2 separate regions of the Mus musculus genome follow, and region 2 is linked to region 1. A link is a contact called in public promoter capture Hi-C data. All regions are on one chromosome and are shown on one strand. The core of a region is the stretch at or near the end of the contact, and the rest is flanking DNA. Distances in the headings are between cores, read along the strand shown. Region 1 holds the start of Mapre1 (microtubule-associated protein, RP/EB family, member 1). Region 2 holds the start of 4930405A21Rik (RIKEN cDNA 4930405A21 gene).

Region 1 (6,295 bases), core at 2,825-5,324:
AATGCTGCCCCTTACCTTTCTGTCAAACTTCTGAAATAATCTCTTTTTATTTGGGGATGCAGATCTTGCCATGTTCCCTCAAACTCCTAGGCTCATGCTATTCTCTTGCCTCAGGTTTGGAAGTAGTTGGGACTACATGCACCAATCACTATAGTCAACTACAAGTCTCAATTAAAACACTAGGAAGGAAATGTGGGTGTCATACTCTGACTCCCTGGTCAGTCATTCCCTCATTCTCTGTATATTTTATTGTGTTTTTGCGTGCATGTGTGTGGAGGTCAAAAGAAAACTTTCAGGAGTTGATTCTCTCCTATCATGTAGCTCCCAGGGATCAAATTCAGTTGTTAAGGTTAGCTGGCAAGCACCTTTACCTGCTGAGCCATCTCACCAGCCCAAACAATAGATTTTATAGGGACTGGGAGATTTAGAATTGTTCTTATTCCCTGAGACATCAAACTTGTCAATGGAGTAAGGGATAAAATTCACAGCAATTTAGAACAACCACGAGACCCCAGCCCTTAGCTCTCTTGGGAAGCTTCACTCCCTCCTAGTTACCTAGTAATTAGTAAGCGAGGGTCTCTTCCCGCACTCTTATCCTGCATGGAGTTGCTTCGAGCCTTGAGTCACACAACTCCAGTCTGGGTTCCCTAAGCCAGTGCTCGTCTTAGAGCAGGGGTAACTAGGTCTACAGACATGGGGCAGTTTATGCCCAATATCCCTGTCCTCGTCCTCCTTCCCACAACCTCACACTTCACACAGGGCCTTGAACAGAATGAGTGTTAGGTAAATGTTGCTTGTCTCAGAATATGGGGGAAGAAAAGGTGCTGTCTTAGTCAGGGTTTCTATTCCTGCACAAACATCAGGACCAAGAAGCACTTGGGGAAGAAAGGGTTTTATTCAGCTTACACATCCACATTGCTGTTCATCACCAAAGGAAGTCAGGACTGGAACTCAAGCAGGTCAGGAAGCAGGAACTGATGCAGAGGCTAATGGAGGCACTTCCCCAACTGAAGCTCCTTTCTCTGTGGTAACTCCAGTGTGTGTCAAGTTGACACAGAAAACCAGCCAGTATACAGGTGTCTACATAAACTTTTCAGAAAGCTAACTTTCAACACTCTATACACTCCCCAAAAATCAGCTGACAGAACTACCACACAAAACAGCACAACTTAGTTTCTCAGTGCATAGGTAGATTATTCATGTCTCCATAGCACTTCATTCAAACCTCTGGGATTATAATTATCACACTAAAACTGACACTATTCCTCCATTTCTGAGCCTCCCAGAATTAGGAGACCAGATTTAGGCCAGGACAAAACTGGAGGACCTGGACTTGAACATGAATCCATTCCATTAGCTGTGATTTTAGGCAAGTTACTGAACTCAGTGTGGCTCAGCTCTAAACACAACCATCTGAAAAGGATCTCACAGAGAGCTGTATGAAGTAAGGAAGGAAACAGAGCTGGCATCATATCAAACCTAAGCATAGTTACAAACGAGGTCAGGGCAGAGACTGCCTCTCTTTTATGCTATCTTCAGTGCTAAAAACTGTGCCTGATATCTGCTGCCAACACCTCTCAAGATCCCCTACAAGCCCTCACTCAAATTAGTCTATCTCAATCTGTTCCTACACAGCAGCCAGAAAGAATTTTCTGAATCACAAATCACATGAGGTATCTCTCTCCTGTTTAAAAAACCCTGGATGAACACATAAAATGCATACTCTGTGCAGAATGCTATTAAGTACCAATAAGAGCCATCCAGACTGAGTGATGTGATTTCAGACTGAGCACTTACCATCTAGCTTGGGTCTATATGTACACATTGGGTATTGTGTGTCTCATGCTATCATAAAATAAAAGCAGCTGGTAAAGCCACATGTGTCTCCTGACCACACCCCAGCTCAGAAAAGGTTAATGGCCCTTCACCACCATGTAATTTCAAACTCTTTCATTAGCAGTACATTAATACCAGGTCCCATGTGCTCCACGAGCTCTGTGGCCACTAAATACATGGGATTAGGCACCCTGTGGATGTGCAATAAACATCCACTCACTCAACCAATTAATTGACTCTTCCAGGCAGTCAAAACAGAGCCTACCTCTCCAGCAAAGCTCTTTCTCACTTTCTGGTAAGAATGTTTGAGCCAGAAGTGAAGGCCCATGCCCATAAACCTAGATAGCACTCAAAAAGCTGAGGCAGAGACACCACTCCAAATTCAGGACAAGTGTGGGACACAGAGCATTCTAGGCCAACCTAGGGTACAAGATAAGGTCCTGTCTCAGAACAACTAACAAAAATGTCCACTGCTTAGCCTCAGTGCAATACCCTTGAGTTCAACACATACCCCACCTTTTCAGGGCTCTCTGAGCTAAGCAAGGTACAACCACAAGAAAAATCCCCTTTCCGTCTACTCAAGTATTTCTCTCCCTTCAGTGACTCTCCCAGGAGTCTCCCTAACTAGTTCTAGTCAGCCTTTTCACACACTATCTCATGACCTAGCTCAATAGCTAGATGACCTTCAATTTTTGATCCTCCTGCATCTACCTCCCAAGTGTAAGGACTACAGGCATGTTCACCACACTTGGCTCCCTACCCACTTCAATTCAGTGTAGGATAAAGTACACCCTATTCCTCTCCAAGTACCATCCAGAGTCCTATGGAAAGGCAAGAGGGAGGTGGCACTAAAAAGAGCTATGTGACCCTGTATGAAACATGTCTCCTTTCCTCAGAAATGGCTTACCTGTAAAATGAATAAGACCCTACCTTCCTCACAGAGCTGTGGTAAGTATCAGAAAAGCACACCGCCTCCCAAGCTTCTATGTCCTGGCACTTTGACACCACAAAAGTATGAAACAGTTTCTAGATGGAGAAGGAGGAGTAGCACACAGGATATGACTCTGGAGTTGAGTTACTTGCTGGACAACGTAAGGCAAGTCCTTTCCCTACCCAAAGTCTCAGACTCGCCTCTGTAAAAGAATGATGAGCAGCTCAGCACAGTGGGGGAACTGCAGTCACCTCTCAGCCCCACAGAGAAAATAAAATGAGCAAAACACAACAGAGGGGAAAGAAAGAGAATAAAGATAGCATCTTTTCAAGGCAATGTGACTATTAAATGACACAATGCTACATCAAGCTCTTAACACAATGCCTTATACACAAGTGCCCATTAAAGAGCTATCTTGATTAATGCTAGTCAAGACATCCCATCACCGGCAGACATCAGGCCTAGCTGAACTTCCCTCAATGGGCCACCGGATCCTCATCGCCAAGATGCAGAGGTCAGGCTATACCCTGCAGTACTGGTATCGCCCTTTTACAGTAATTACAGAAATTATCTTGGCCATGTATTCATTTTCTTGCTTCCTGGCTCTCTACCCACAAAGCAGACTCCTAGAAAGCATGTCTTTGCCTGTCTACTCCCTGATGAGACCGGGGCCTAGCATTTACTAGGCACTCAACCACCACCCGCGGACCGCCTGACTTCTGCCAGGCACCGAGCTGAAACCTTTCTGTGCTTAATTCTACTGTCTCCATTTTACGGAGGAGGAAACTGAGGCACGGGGAGGCTGAAGCGCCTGCCTAAGGTCGCACTCTGCGGCCAACTCCGCGGACCAACTCCCACCCATTATGCAACGACGCCTCCTACACCCAGGGTCCCCACCGCGCCCCTCGCGCGCGCGCGCGCGCGCCCGTGGGCACACACCCTCCAGGCCCAGCCGCAAAGTCAGGACTTCGCCGGTCACCACTAGGCAGCCCCCACTTCCGGCCCACGCCCCGCCCCCGGGACAACGGAGCGCGCGCCCCCGGCCCAGGCCGCGCACCGGATCGCGGCCCCGCCCTTCCCCCCCACTGCCCGCGCGGCTCCGCACTGCTCACGAGGAGCCGCCTCCCGTGAATTCCCGACTGCTGCCGCCGCCCGGGCCCGCCAGCCGCCTCACCGGCTTTCTCAGGACCCGCGTCCGCCGTCCGCGCGCCCGGCTCCGGTTCCGTCTTCGTCTCGTTCAAACCGTCGGACCCCGCCCGCCCGCGCGCGATGACCTCACACGCACCCCGCCGTGACGCGCCGACGCAGGGGCTCGTCATCTCCCGCCCGGCCTTTTATAGAGACGGACTGGCCTGCGAGCCGGAGGCGGGGCCGAATGCTTGATCGACAGCTGGCATGCCCGGGGGCGGGGAGCAAGCCTGTTGGGCACGTGGTCAGTTGCGACCAATGACGTGTGAGTCCTCTGAGGAGGCGGAGTCCAGTTGCACATTCTGGTTTGCTGTAGCCCAGAAGAAAATTCGTTTGACCAAGATGGATTAATGAATAGGCTCGGGAGGAAGGTTAGCTCGCCTAGCATACATGAATCCCTGGTTTCAGTCCCCAACACCACAGATGGCAGCTGTGGTGGAACACACCTATCTTGCCAGCAAATCGTTTTGTCATCATCCCAGACCCTCTCTCTGGGAGTTCAGCCTGAGGTACACGAGACCCTGTCTCAGAAAGAAAAAACTGGGAGTGCTAGGCCACTCGTGTACACTTGGACAGGAAAGAGAATCACTGTAAATTCAAGGCCAGCCTGGTCTACAGTAGCAAGCTAGCCAGAGCTACACAGCGAGATCTGGTCTCAACAAAGAAAAAATGGCCATCGAAATGCTTTAGCAGGTGCATGCCCCCAAACCTGACAACATGAGTTCAAACCCCAGGACCCACTGATAGAAGGTGAGACGCGAGTCCTGCAAGTTGTCCTCTGACTAACACACATGGGCAGTGCCACTCGCATGCCTACACACACGCAAATATGCCCACAAATAACTGTGGTGGTATGAACGTTTAATCCCAGGACTCAGTAGGTAGAGACAAGAGAATCTCTGAGATCAAGGCCAGCCAGAGAGCTACACAGTTATTGTTTGCCTTTAAATTTAAAAAAAAAAAAAAAGATTTGGCGCCTGTTTTAGTTAGTGTTACAATTCCTGTAATGAAACATGACCAAAGCAACTTGGAGAGGAGAGTGCTTATTTAGCTTACTCTTCCATATTATCTCTGTTCATCACTGAAGGAAAACAGGGCAGGAACCTAGAGCCAGGAGTGGATGCAGAAGCCATGGAGGGATGTCGGTTACTAGCTTACTCCTCATGGCTTGCTCAGCCTGCTTTCTTATACAACCTGTCTTAGTCAGGGTTTCTATTCCTGCACAAACATCATGACCAAGAAGCACTTGGGGAGGAAAGGATTTATTCAGCTTACTCTCCCACATTGCTGTTCATCACCAAAGGAAGTCAAGACTGGAACTCAAACAGGTCAGGAAGCAGGAGCTGATGCAGAGGACATGGAAGGATGTTCTTTACTGGCTTAGTTCCCCTGGCTTGCTCAGCCTGCTCTCTTATAGAACCCAAGAATACCAGCCCAGAGATGGTCCCACCCACAAGGGGCCCTCCCCACTTGATCACTAATTGAGAAAATGACTTGCGGCTGGATCTCCTGGAGGCCTTTCCCCAACTGATGCTCCTTTCTCTATGATAACTCCAGCTGTGTCAAGTTGACACAAAACTAGCCAGTACACAACCCTAGACCACACCAGCACAGAGGTGTCCTAACCCACAGTGGGCTGATGAGATTCCCCCATCAATGACTAAGAAAACACTTTACCAGCTTGCCTAAGGGCTCATCTTAGGGAGGCATTTTCTTAATTGAGATTCCCTCCTCTCAAATGACATTAGCGTGTGTCAAGGTGTTATAAAACTGCCCAGCACAGCACCTTAATGAAAAACTAAGTCACCATGTAAGAGCACCTGCAATGTCATCTGGTTTATTCTTAGCACTGCAAATGTTTCCTTACTTTTTAATGCCTTTATCTTCTGCTTTTGCATGGAGGCAATTTCCTGTTCTAGCTCCAGACTGTGTCTCAGTGCTTGTATATAGGAAGAAAAGATGAACTGCAGCACTTCACAGCAGAGGAAACAGGCTCAGAGAAGCCAGCTGACTTGCCCAGAATCACAGGTCACAGAATGCTTTCTCTGCCACAATACCACTTATTTATATATTCATAATTCTTTTTGAGATAGGGTCTAATATAGCCCAGATCAGTCTCCTGCATCCTATGTGGCTGAGGATAACCTTGAACTCCTACCCTCCTGTTACTACTTTTCAAATGCTGGGATTACAGGCCTGTACCACCAAGCCTGGCTGCCAGCATTTATTGTCTCTAAGCAAAGAGACAGACCCTAGGCATTTGATGGTGAGCTAAAACTAGACATAGCCTATGACCTCCTAACATTTCTACTCTGGCAAAGGAGGCAAACTAGACACATC
Region 2 (6,295 bases), core at 1,892-4,391, 3.0 Mb before region 1:
GCAACTTAAAAAATAAAAAGACTATTTTTTTTTTTTAAAGAATCAGTCCTAGGATAAGACTTTTTATTCCAATTTAAGTTAGAAAGATGACAATAAAGGGACAGTCACTGCCTGAGATATAGGGACTAGAGTCCTGACTCCTCCACTTCTGGGTCAGGTAACAAGCCCTTTTACCTTCCCAATGCAGTCTCCATGGATTGTGCCTATCACAAGGCACACACAGAGACTGATTTTACACACCAGGGGCAGGTAGTACCAGCAAGGCAGTGACTTAAGACATGGCCATGAGACAGGCCCTCCTGGCTCTTCTTTTTTTTTTTTTTCTTTTATATATATAAAAAAAGATTTATTTATTTTATGTATATGAGTACACTGTAGCTGTACTGATGGTTGTGAGCCTTAACGTGGTTGCTGGGAACAAGGCTCTTCTTTTTTTCTTTTATACATAAAAAAAGATTTATTTAATGTATATGAGTACACTGTAGCTGTACTGATGGTTGTGAGCCTTAATGTGGTTGCTGGGAACAAAGGTTGCCCACTCCGGTCGGTCCCACTCACTCTGGCCTAAAGATTTATTCATTATTAAATCTAAGTACACTGTAGCTGTCTTCAGACACACCAGAAGAGGGCGTCAGATCTCATTAAGGATGGTTGTGAGCCACCATGTGGTTTCTGGGATTTGAACTCAGGACCTTCAGAAGAGCAGTCAGTGCTCTTAACGGCTGAGCCATTTCTCCAGCCCCCTCCTGGCTTTTCTTGACTTTCACCTTAACTGTAAGATGCAGGGACTATGATATCTAGTCTCACTCCCTGTTCCAAAGTTCTAGAACATCCTAGAGCCCTTGATAGCAGACCCCAGCTCTCAGCAGAACCTTTCAACTAGGACCTTTGTGCTCCACGCAGAGAAAAGCAGCCGTGGCTCACCACATGCTGGCTGACTTTGTTTTCAGGCACCACTAGCAGGGTCCAACCTTAAATAATAAATGGCACACAGAAAATTCAAACGTTCCCCAGCACAAGCACCTCTCTGGGCATACCAACTTATTTTCACACACCGAGGAGAAGCAAGATGGCACTGGGGATTCTGGAGAGGTGGGCACACTTCTTAACCAGATGGGAGTGGACGAGTCCTGGGCACCTGCTCTGTACCCTCTCAGGGAAGCTTTCTCTCTGGGACTCTCAAAAGGCAGGTTGACAGTTTACAAAGCATATGCCTCACTTGATCTTCATGACACCCCTTGGTACCACTACCCCCATTCACCATCCCTTTTACAGATGGAACACCTGAGACTTAAGTGCAAGGGTCACAGGCAAAGTCAAACTTTTTAGAGCTGGTCTAATCAAGATTTCAGAGTCTAAGACAGCCAGATACAATAATCAAGAGTATCATTGTAAGGGCGATTCCTCTCCGATTCATCCTGGTCTCAGTAAGACCAAGTTTTACAGACCTCTGTTCACCTGCCCACTCAGGGTAGCTTGAAAAGTTCTGACCACAACCATATAGCCCAGCTGTCTAAGAAGCCACACCCCCTGCAAAATTTCATTACTCAAGTTGGCAAGAACGCAGCCCCCACCCCCAGCTGGGTCTAAATAAACGCCCAAGTGATATCACATCCTGCTGTCGGCTCCAAAATAGCCCAGGCCTGCCCACAAGCGATCACAAAGTGCCAGGCCATGCAGGGCCAAACCAGCAGGGATACCCAGCCCAGGGCGCACTCCACACACTTAAGCAACTCAAGCAGAAGCCTCAGGGCAGGAAGGCCCTTTCCCCCCAACCCCCTCGCCAGACAGCCTGGCCCCACCATCCTTGTTCCCCTGGTCCAGAGGCCCCACAGCCTCATTACCCCAGCGCCAGCCCCTGCCCCAGCGCCAACCCCATGGAGCCTCTGCCGCGGCCAGCCTGCGGGATGACTCCGCCCGGCCCGACCCGGACACCCCACCACTCACATTGCTTCAAGAGCTCCAGACACAAAGCCATGAGGGCCGGATGGGGGTCAGAGACCCAGAGACCCGGCAGAGACAGAAAAGGGAGAGGGAGTGACAAGGAGCAGAGAAAAGGGGCGACAGGGGATCGGGCAGAGAAGCAAAGGAGCAAGAGCCCCGGGCAGAGAAGGCTGAGGCAGGCGTTAGAGACAGCAATGAGACCACCGACACAGACGCGTGAAAGAAGCAGGGAGAGCAAGGGGGGTGGGGGGGACCGGGTCCAGAGAAGTGGGACGCTCGGAGAACAAGGAGAGACAGTGACAGCGACAGCGGACAAATCCAGGAAAGGCAGAGGTTCTTAAGTTAGGGAGCTGGGGAGACACTGGGGGTTCAAGGAGACCACTAAGGGATGTAAAAGGTTCTGATAGCTATGGGAGGCTCCGGAGAAGTGGGAAACCCTCCGGGAAATGCGGACTAGGTGGAGATAACCCCCAGGAAATCAGGGGCACATGCATCAAGAAGGACCCTCAAGATGTGTGGTAAGCTCAGGAAAGGCCTGGGGGAGTGGAGTGTGTTCTGAAGGAGAGGCCCCAAAAGATCTAGGGAGTCCAGAAGAATGGGGGTGCCAGAACCCGTGGCTGTAAGAGAGGAGAGGAGCGCTGGGAGAGGGGACCCGAGATCCTGGAGCGAGGGAGGGGCCGAGAGCGCGAGAGCAGAGACAAAGAGACAGCGAGCTAGGGAGAGACAAAGCGGGCTCAGCGGAGACACGGGCCCGAGGGCCAGTGGCCCGACAGAAGGACGGAAGCGCGGGCGAGCGGGCGGACGGACAGACGGACAGACGGGAAGACGGGGCAGGGCAGGGCCGGGCGGAGGCGGCGCCCGTCTCCTCGCGGGGCCGCGGCTGCTCCGGGTGGCGCTGGGCGGGCCCCGGGCGTCCGGGCTGAGGAGGCGGCGGCGGCGGCGGCGACGACGTGGGTCGGACAGACGGACGGAGTGACGGATGGACTGGCGGCAGCTGCGGCCAGCGGCGGGCACTCACCCTCCTCCCTCACGCGGCCCGGCCCGAGGCTCCGGTTTTGTACGCCCGAGAGGCGGGGCCTCCGGGTTAAAGCCCCGCGCCGGCCCCGCCCCTCGCGTCAGCCGCGCGCGCGTCGCCCGGGATTCCGGGGCCGCCAGGGGGCGCGCGCAAGCGGGACACAGCGCAAGCGCGCACGCGTACCGCGCGGCCCACGCCCTGGCCGGCCGGTCTTGAAAGGGAGTGCGCGCCCGCGCCAACTCGCGCATGCCCGAGTGAGGGGCTCCGCCCTCTCGAACCGCCCCGCCAAACCGGTTCCAGCTGGAACGCAATGCGTGGTCTGTACGGGAGTTGGAGTGGCCGTCCGTCCCTGCGGGCTCACCCTGGTGGCGACGCCTCGCTGTAGGTAGGGAAACTGAGGCTGAGGAGAGAGCCCACCGTGGGCTTTCTGTCCCGCACGCGGGTCCTAGCTACTCAGCCGCGCAGTTTCTAGTTGCCTCTTTGCCTCATCCCTTGCTGTGCTCCCAAGGGTCCTAAGGACGGGTTCAGTATCCCACTTGTGTGACCTTAGGTTAGATGCTTAACCTTTCTGTGCCTCTGTAAAATGTGACAACCGAGTGAGCCCCCTCCCCGCCCACAGACTGACAGTCCATTTACAGAAGGTTCTGCCAAGCACAGATCTTTGCTGCCTGGCAAGCCCGCTGGTTGCCTGCTTTCTGTACTGGGATCTGACAGAGGACTGTGGGAAATGAAGAAGGTAACACTGTTTCCAGTCTACCTTTTGCATTAAGACACAATAATGGCAAAAGCAACAAACTTACTTGATGCCAGCACTGTGCTAAGCACTCTAAAAGCAGGAGTTGGCTACACCATGCTATTCAGTTTCATTTGCTTTAGGTGAAAATACAAAGTAAATTCTTGAATGGCTATGACACCTCATGTGTTGCTGTGTCCTTTCGATTCAGTAACACTTCTTGCATAACCTTGGGCAAGTCCCCCTTTCTCTTTGGGATTCCCCAGTGCTGAGTATCCCCTGGAGAGAAACCAGGCAGAGACAGAATTTTCACCAGCAAGTCTTTGACCCTTTGATCCAGCTCACTCTCTTGAACAGAAGAACTAACTCACTGGCAGCTTCAATTTGGACTTCACCAAGTCTGAGACCTTGGTCCTAGAGGAATGTCAGCACCCTTCTCTGTTGGTCACCCCCCTCCCAGCCCCCCGCCTCAGGTCCTGTAAGGTGTGTATGGGGACGATTTTGTGACTGACTGAGTCCTTGCCCAAGTCAGGCTAGCATAGAGGAGCAGTTGGCTGACCCAGGCCTGAGGTGTAACACTGGCACATAGGCCTCAGACCCTCCTGCATGAGCCTGGGCTTCTAGGAGAGGGTAAAGGGTCCTTTCCAGATAGACTGGCAGCTGGTTTCCCCTTTGGGTCACCATTTTGGTAAATCCCTTGAAAACTTGAAGCCGGGCGTGGTGGTGCACGCCTTTAATCCCAGCACTTGGGAGGCAGAGGTAGGCGGATTTCTGAGTTCGAGGCCAGCCTGGTCTACAGAGTGAGTGCCAGGACAGCCAGGACTATACAGAGAAACCCTGTCTCGAAAAACCAAAAAAAAAAAAAAAAAAAGAAAGAAAGAAAGAAGGAAAGAAAGAAAAGAAAATTTGAACAGTGAAAAGCTGTGCATTCCTGCTTTTGTGTGTCAACTTGACACAAGCTAGAGTCATCAGAGAGGAAGGAGCCTCAGGTGAGGAAATGCCTCCATGAGATCCAGCTATAAGGCATTTCCCCAATTAGTGATCAGTCGGGGAGGGCCCAGTTCATGGTGGTCCTGGGTTCTATAAGAAAGCAGGCTGAGCAAACCAGGGGAAGCCAGCCAGTAAGCAGCAAGGTCCATGGCCTCTGCACCAGCTCCTGCCTCCGGGTTCCAGCCCTGCTCGAGTTCCTGTCCTGACTTCCTCCAATGATGGTCTGTGATCTGGAAGCCAAATAAACCCTTTCCTCCCACACTTGCTTTTTGGTCATGGTGTTGTCGTCACAGCAACAGAAACCCTCACTAGGACAATCTGGGACGGGGACATGGCGGAATGTAAGGAGGAAGCCTGCCTTGTGCCCAGTGCTCTGAGCAGAGGTGCCTGTTTCAGCAGTAGGAAATGCTGGCAGTTGTCCAAGAAAGGCCTCCTGAATCCTACTCCCTCTGACCCTATGGCCCGGAGAGGACCAGTGTCCCCTGCCTGACCAGTATGACAGCCTCTAATCATCTTGTTCCCACTGCCAGATGATTCTCTGTTCTTTGTCAAGTCCTTGTGTGGCTTCCTTCCTAACCCCACAGGACAATGAAGAACCCAAGGCTCTGAGAAACATCTCCTTGACCTATTTTCTGAATAACCTTGACTGTGACACTTCCTCTAGGCTGTAGTGGCTTTGTGAACCATCCCACCCGCTGCTGTGATTGTGTGTGTGTGTGTGTGTGTGTGTGTGTGTGTGTGTGTGTGTGACTAGGTTAAGTCAGGAATGGCAGGTATGTGTAATTCTGGCCATAGCAGACATCACTAATTGGCAGTGATGCACTTACTCTACTTTAACTTAGATTAAATCTCAAACCTTAGCTTCAGGGGTAAGAAATGACACTCAAATTACAGGATGTTTGCCCCGACACTCTGGGGATTGGATGGGCTGAGCTGACAGGAATCTGCAGTGTGATAACCAGAGATTAGGGTGGACCAGGTTTGGGAGACCAGAACAAGGGATTTTGTCAGACTCCCTTCCTGTGTGTGTGCGTGCAGGGAAAGGAATGAAAGAAACCAGATGAGTTCTAAGGGATGAGAAAAAGGACAAAAAGAGGGGGAAAGCAGCCTGTGACTTGGATGGTCACAGATAAAGACCATTGGTCACAACCAAGATCTAGATAACCAATATGAGGCCCAGGGAGGGACACGTACCTCTTCAGTGCCACAACAGCACTGAAGAAAGTACCCTGGGCCTCTGAGCAGGAGCTGGAATGTTTTCTGGACTGGAACTTGTCCAACTCAGCCTGGAGCTTCCAATATGGGTGGAGAATGACCCTAAGTGTATGTATCTGTGTGTGTGTGTGTGTGTGTGTGTACACGCGCACACACAAGCTCTTGTGTGACCATATCACAATTGAAGATATAGAGAATGTAATTGGTAGGACCAGGGTGCCACACAGTAGTTCCCCCCACCCCCACGCCACTTGCTGAGGTCCCTGTGTGATATCTCAGCTTCTGAATCTGTGTGGTGTGATTCAGAGGGAGTGGGAGAGACACAGAAGGGAGGAGGGGAAAGCCCAAAACTGGGGAAAGGAAGAGAGACAGAGGGCTTTGGGAGAAACAGAAGGCGA

Evidence for each region. Promoter capture Hi-C pulls out the DNA fragments that hold promoters and counts their contacts.
Region 2: a promoter capture Hi-C map of pre-B cells shows a contact between it and region 1, with 6 times the contacts expected there. The contact joins the promoter of 4930405A21Rik here to the promoter of Mapre1 in region 1. A contact is called at or near these places in 1 of 39 promoter capture datasets (pre-B cells) and 1 of 9 other capture datasets (adipose tissue).

Annotation. Positions count from the first base shown.
Region 1 is chr2:153,739,066-153,745,360 of GRCm38.p6, reverse strand. Mapre1 (microtubule-associated protein, RP/EB family, member 1) reads right to left here and starts at 4,074. Exons shown (of 7, transcript NM_007896.3): 1 at 3,942-4,074.
Region 2 is chr2:156,717,755-156,724,049 of GRCm38.p6, reverse strand. 4930405A21Rik (RIKEN cDNA 4930405A21 gene) reads left to right here and starts at 3,141. Exons shown (of 4, transcript NR_040505.1): 1 at 3,141-3,344. All of the region lies in intron 7 of Dlgap4 (DLG associated protein 4), which reads right to left.